Regions from separate parts of the Bactrocera dorsalis genome. Here region 1 is linked to region 2. A link is a contact called in public Hi-C data. All regions are on one chromosome and are shown on one strand. The core of a region is the stretch at or near the end of the contact, and the rest is flanking DNA. Distances in the headings are between cores, read along the strand shown. Region 1 overlaps LOC105222503 (partitioning defective 3 homolog). Region 2 holds the start of LOC105222503 (partitioning defective 3 homolog).

What was found. A called contact is a pair of places that touch in the nucleus more often than the background predicts.
Region 1: a Hi-C map of whole body shows a contact between it and region 2, with 5 times the contacts expected there. The contact joins the enhancer-like site here to the promoter of LOC105222503 in region 2. A contact is called at or near these places in 2 of 2 Hi-C or Micro-C datasets (both in whole body).

Annotation. Positions count from the first base shown.
Region 1 is chr4:59,461,424-59,464,638 of ASM2337382v1, forward strand. The region is part of intron 2 of LOC105222503 (partitioning defective 3 homolog); the gene reads left to right. Among protein-coding and RNA genes, the nearest start is that of LOC105222503, 72 kb to the left of the region's middle. Within about 2 kb of position 1,713, the one cell type or tissue checked has open chromatin away from gene starts, as enhancers often do.
Region 2 is chr4:59,388,986-59,392,459 of ASM2337382v1, forward strand. LOC105222503 (partitioning defective 3 homolog) reads left to right here and starts at 1,966. Exons shown (of 11, transcript XM_049456341.1): 1 at 1,966-2,303; 2 at 3,408-3,474. It overlaps LOC105222504, which reads right to left and starts at 1,250. Exons shown (of 2, transcript XM_011199854.3): 1 at 791-1,250; 2 at 307-733. The coding sequence starts at 1,166. The coding sequence ends at 363. It overlaps LOC105222505 (proton-coupled amino acid transporter-like protein pathetic), which reads left to right. Exons shown (of 6, transcript XM_049454422.1): 6 at 1-84.

The DNA of each region.
Region 1 (3,215 bases), core at 463-2,962, 72 kb after region 2:
GACATATATTACAAGAAGAAATGGCAAGTGTCAATGAAAGGAAGAGCTGAGAAACATTTTATTCGGGAAGGTATTAAGTCCGCGAGATATCATCTCGTCGCTAATGTAAGTTATATTTAGTTGAGCATAAGCTTAAGTCAGTTGAATTAAGAACAAGCTATGAAAATTCTGGTAGAAAGATATTCAAAATAGGAGAATTTAGTCTTTATCTTCGAAACTGCAGTTCTCAAGAACAAGCTATGAAAATTCTCACAAAAAGCTATTTATAGCCAGCAGAGCTGTCTTGATCTTGAGAACTGCAGTTCTCGAGTTCTTCAGAGGTATGATAGAACAAGAAAAGTATAATGCAAAATTAATCCTTCTAGTTAAACGGTTCTGCAAGAGTTGAGTAGTTTTAGCAAATGATAGTGTTTTCTGAAAATGTTCTTTACACTCTGGAGTCAGGGATCAGAGATCCAGTATTTCGTATACTATCGTAAGGAAGCAGAAATATTATAGATCATTTGTGGCTGATCCTTTTTTTTTATTCCAAAGCCGCTTGACTTCTGGGTCCAAAATAGTGCATGGTTCTTTTTTGTTAAAAACCAATATTATACTTTTCGGTGGTCGAAAACCCAAACTCGATTACCTTCGCGCGCTATCCTCCTATAGTATTTGTTATATAAAATAAAGCGGATTCGAACTTCGCTACAATGTGGTATCCCGATTGGTATTTAGTAAGCGTCTCGGGAAATAGATGGAAGAAGAGAATAATACCCTCTGAAAGACCCATCCATAAGTAAAAATACACACAATCTTCGTGAGCGAAGGTGAGAAGCAAATTAGTAACATTCCAGATGACACTCAGTTAAGTGGTAATTGGTCCACGGCTTCGAATGTGGCAGGGTCAGGGATTCTGGAGATCCCAACGCTATTCACAGATGAACGAGAAATCAGAGATAAGAATCCTGAAGCACGGATGAACGAAAAATGGTAGATGGGAACCCTGTCCGAAAGACTGAAAACGTTAGACGCACAGCGCGCAAACTTTGGGTAATGGCTACTAGATCCAGCCTAAACAAGACCGGAGAAAACAGCCACGAAACGGTTCCTAAAAGGCGGTCCTAGTGATCCGAAGAATCAGGACGAGTGTGCCATTCGTTCGCACTCTCTTTTTTATACAATGTATCCCTCTCTCATGTAGCTTTCTCTTATCATTTGGTTCGATCCCAACGTCTCGGGGATAATAATAACATTTAAGGAGTCGATTATGGATTTAGGAATGTTACACGTCTCCTTCAGATAGCCCAAGAGCCAAATAATAATAAAATAATGAGAGTAGTTACCTTTAAAACAGATCACTATCACCATCTATCACCTTTCTTTCGGTCCAATAAATACATACTTCGTTTTTTTATTCCATTTCATTTCTCTTTATTTGTTTACTAACAACTTTATCTCCCTTGACTCCCCCTCCACGGCTTACTCGCATACCTGTTCTGTCAATCTAAATGAAATGACTTCAAATTAATTTTCATTGCGTTGGAATTTATAGAAAGTGGTTAATCGCGTGTCGCTTTAATTGCTATTCTGATTATTATGACAAACTCGTTTCGTTCACTCGTGTTTTCCAGCTCGCTCTCTAAGTTTACAATGAACACACAGCGAGTGCGACTCGCATTATACAAACAGCTTGAAAAGCAATTAAAGTAAATTCTACATTTGCTCATTTTGTTGCTGTTATCTCCAGCCGACATTAAGCGTCGCCCCAGTGACGAGTTTTCCCATAATCTTATCGCCTCTGACGACGAGTGGCTAGTGAAAACGGTAGTGTTTTCTCAGAATCATTATCTAATTTAATCAGTTATTAGTCAGACTTGTACCACTTTGATTAGTGTGTGCCCCACGGTGCGCTACTTTTTATATGTAATTAAAATGTTTAGTGTAATTAATGAGTGTTCTTTGAATATTTGTACATGGAAGTGTTGCATGGAAAAGTAGAATTTACATACATAAGCTGTTTCTAATATGCCGTTTTTATAAAGAACTATTTACTTTTAATGATTAAAGCTTGTTTGAGTTTGACCCTAATTGATTAATCTGCTTATTATTAAGCGAAGACTCTTTAATTTTCTAAGTAGCAGACGTGCTAGTTGAGCTGATTGATCTGTACGTCTTGGTTATATTGATCTCTCAAGCATTCTACTATTCATGCTGTGCTATAATATCTGAATTGGAAGAATTATTTCAACTTAATGATGAGTGATGTGTTTAGAATGTGATTTACTCATATATTTTAAGAAATGTTTGTGGTCTTATTCAATGTACAAAAATTAGGGCTGAAAGATCGCGAAGACTGTAGGAAATGTCTAGAGCAAAGCACCAGAGAAACAATGGAACATCTGTTGTGCACTTGTCTCGCGTTGTGCCAGTCTATGATGTAAGCATCTGAGGTCCGCAGGGTATGGTACACTGGAAGAGGTATCGATAGTGAAGCCACAGAGTCCGTTGAAATTCGTGTGAAGGGCGATGACTCTTTGGCCAACCAGACTAACCTAACATATGGTTCTAAAAATCCTTATATGAAGAGGTTTCTATATCTTCCGGATATTCTCTGTTTTTATCAATTACTCAAGAGCATAACTTCGCATTATATCTGTGTGCGTGTTTTCTTCACCCGATAAAAATAAGAAATAGTATTTATATCGCTAACTCCAAAATCAGACGCTACTGAGGCGATACCATTAGTGTAACCTCAGATGATATCTCGCACGTTTTTTTATACCAATAAGTTTAAGAAAAAATATTATTTATATGGACAACTATATTACTTATATCGATAACTATACTGTTTATATCGATAACGTTAATATTTATATCGAAAAGCCCTATCGAAAATAATCTTTATTTTAATATCGTCCTAACTTATTGTTGCGTAAAATATAACCGGTTTGTCTCACTCCTACACTAGTTTTCAGAAAGAAAATTCAGAAATGATTTCTTCGGCTGTCCAATCTACATAACCAACTTTGACCCGGATTTATATCGAACTTTTCAATCCCTGCAGATTATTCCTTAAAAGTATCCAAAAACTATCGATATTATGATCGAATTTTTAGTTATCGATAGGCAGCTAAAGGTCTTCGGGTTCTCAAAAACTATGAGAAATGTTGATATGTTTGCTATTTTAGCCCCTATGTAAGCTTAAAAACATTGTAGCTCCAGAATATGCCAAA
Region 2 (3,474 bases), core at 716-3,215:
CTAAATAAAAAGAAAATACAATTCAACTATAACCTCTAAAATAAAAATGTATTTTTTAGTAAATATAGTGAAATAAAAAAAGTTTTCCTACAAGATTTGACCGGTCAGCTTGTATGGCAGCTATATATTATATCGACGGTTTTGACAAAATGATGGTTTTTTGGGGAGAAAAAGACGCCTGCAAACTTTCAGAACGCTATATCATAAACTGAAGGACTAGTTCGCGAAGGAAGTTTTTAAGAAAACACTTTTTGCATTTGTTTTTAACTTTACAATAAATTTTCTTTTTAATTTACCATCTTCTTAAAAACACAATAATACACTAAAAAATTTTTTTCTATGAAATAGCCACCACCAGAATTTCACGTTTCTAACACGGCTGCATTTTTGCCCTTATTCGCTTTTTTACTTTGCTTTTTCAAGTACTCGCTCTTATCAAGATTATTCTGGAAGAATGTAGTCTCCTTGCGCGCCTGTGACACCTCGGTGTGTAAGCGTTGCTTATGCACAGCTTGTTCATAGTTCATACGCTCCGTGAGGTGCACCCATTTGAAGCGAGGCAAATATTTCATACTCCACATATAATCGTAGAATTGTGACTTTTTACGTGTGGAAATTTGTTTATTATTTAAGAGTTCAACAATTTGTTTGGCTGCGCGCTTTGACTCGAACTCAACCCAACCTTCTGTGAAGTGACGTGCCAAGCGTTTTCGCTTCTTCTTTTTGTCGTTGCCTGCAAACAATATATATGTTATAGAATTTTTCTAAAGGCATAGTAAATGGAACTTACCGCCGGGTAATTTTTCTGGTTGCAAGTATACACGTCCAAGTTTAGCATACTCGCCCAGAATTTCACGTATTCTCGTGACATTCATGTGTTTGGGTATGTTCGATATGTAAATGATGCCCTTCTTGCGTTTCTTTTTCGCTTTCACATTGAAGTTGCCCAAGTCCATTTCATCATCATCATCGTCACCAGCTCCATCATTCTCAGCAATATCGTTCATTGCTGCTGTTGTGTTTTGCTGTTCTAGATCGGACTTCGCAGATTGTTCACCACTTGAGTCCTGCATATTGTCATCCTGCGACATTTCCTCCAACTCCTCTAGGGGAGGTGGTGGCGGTAAGCCACTTTGTCGTTTCTTTTGCTTCATCTTAACAATCATTTAAATATTTAATTCAAATAAACTATATTTTCAATAATATACTGGTAATATTGAATAGGAGCACGCCGTCGAATCAAAACAAATTTGACAGCTGACAATTGGGGTTTCCGATGCAAGTAATAGAGAGGTACTATTTTAATACAATATTAAAATCTCTCAAATTTTATAATACTTTATCAAAAATTCAGAAATCTACGTTTTTTATTCTTAGTTTGCATATAATTTTTCCATATTTAACTGAAAATCAAATAGGTTACATCATTTTATTTCATAGAAAAATAAAACAATTTGTATTATCTAAGTACCACAACATTGCAGTCCTGCAAGTTGTAACATGCTAGTGCTGCCGTACTTAAAAATTATAACTAATTTTAATTTGTAAATCCACATATATTCAATCACTTTTATTATTGTTAATATAACTATTTTAAGTGACGCAACTTTTTTGAAATATTATAAACAGCAAGAAGTGTGCTTATTATAATTTATTGAATAAACAAATTGTTTTCTGCTTGCCGTCTACTGCTGGTAACACTCAACAATTCTAGCGAGTAAACCGACTGTCAAAGCGAACTAACGAATTGGTTAGCTGTCAACAAAAACTAGTTCTGCTGCTGCTGTCGCCAGAGAACGCAAGCAGAGAACAGGTAGGTAAACAACAGCAAACGAGAAGACAACAACAACACTGGGCAGTCCACTGAAATAGACGTTAAAATTGTGGCTTCAAAAAACAACAAATAAACGAGTCGCAGCCAAGCAGCGAAAAATGACGAAACAAGGTAAACGGCAAAATTCCATGGAAGCCAAGTGACAAACGAGTTGTTGACATGAGTGCGAACGGGAGTAAAGCGCGCGTGTGCGGAGAACGCGATTTTTGAAAAAATTTCAAATTTTCCAAGTGTGTAATGCATAATGCAGTTGTGTCTACTGATCGGATTTAACGAAAACTAACAAATTTAATGCACTTGCTCAGTGCAATAAGAGACTAAAACGCGATATTAGCAACAAGTGCAACGAAGTGAAAAATTATATTATGTGAATAATTGTGGTAACGAAACATGAAAGTATGTAATAAAATATAAGCGAAAAATTAACCAACGAACGTGTCGGTGAGATTGTGCAAAATTAAGAAAGAAAGTAAGCAATAACTAAGAATTGATAAAAAATGCCATAAGTGCCGACAACGTCGAACCAACGGCGACGAAACTAAATGTAAACGTTTATAATGCAAAAGCGGTGAAGCAAAAGAAAAAAACGACAAGTGTATAACAAAGTGAAGTGTGTAAATAAATTTGTTATTTTTCTTTGTTGTACTAGCTACATTTTTCATTTGTATCCACATATATTACGTTTATTTCGCTTATGGCCACATTTTTGCCATCCTAAATCTGTGCTGGAAAATCCAGTTTATAACTCGCGCATTCAGATCGTTATTTCTTTCCAGTAATTTTTTGTGTATGATGTGTGCTTCGTTTTGCAATGTTTGTGCGATATATTCTAGTGATTCATGTTTTCCTTAAAAGTTTATAGCGAGAGTGATAGGAGCTTTACTGCTAATAAGCAGTTGATCTTATAAAGAAATATACAAGTGTGGATTTCTATATAAACAAAAGAATTGTGTATAAAGTTCCACATGTATTAAAGTCCAAAATAATAAGATGTGTTAGTAATAAATGATTTCGTAGCCCAAGGTTCCTTATACCATCTAATTTTTAAATCCACCCAGGAAGTGCAGCTGTCAAGTGCTAAACATCCTATAGTACATGCACTTCCCAATTGTGCTATAATTTTGCTTTAGTAGAATTGCTGGCTTACTAAGTTGGTGTTTGTGTAACGTATTTTCGTGTCGACAAAGCGCAGCTGCACAGTATTTATGTGGAAGCAACCACAAATACTACATCCACCAAACACAAAAATTCTCGACGTACACCTATACTTATGTGTTTATGTATGTAATTCAAGGATCACTAACGGCGCCTTTGCTAGTGCATTTTATAGAAGGCAATTGGAGGGTGACTCCATAGCTTGTCATGACCCTCTCGAGAATAGCAGCACACATCATTCACTACACAATGAATGCTGTATAATTGCATTGTTTTGTTTATTTTTTTTTCTCGCCAGGCGTTGGCCTGACGTGCGCCTATTATACGACCTTGCAATTCCAATTTCCAAAATATTTTAATGTAGTTATTTAATAGCTTTTCGTTACCAATATTTATAATATTTTATTTAATCGCATAGCTTTCAATTTAATTATCTAAACGTCTACGAAAAATATAAATAAATGAATTACTGCCGAATTCAAAAC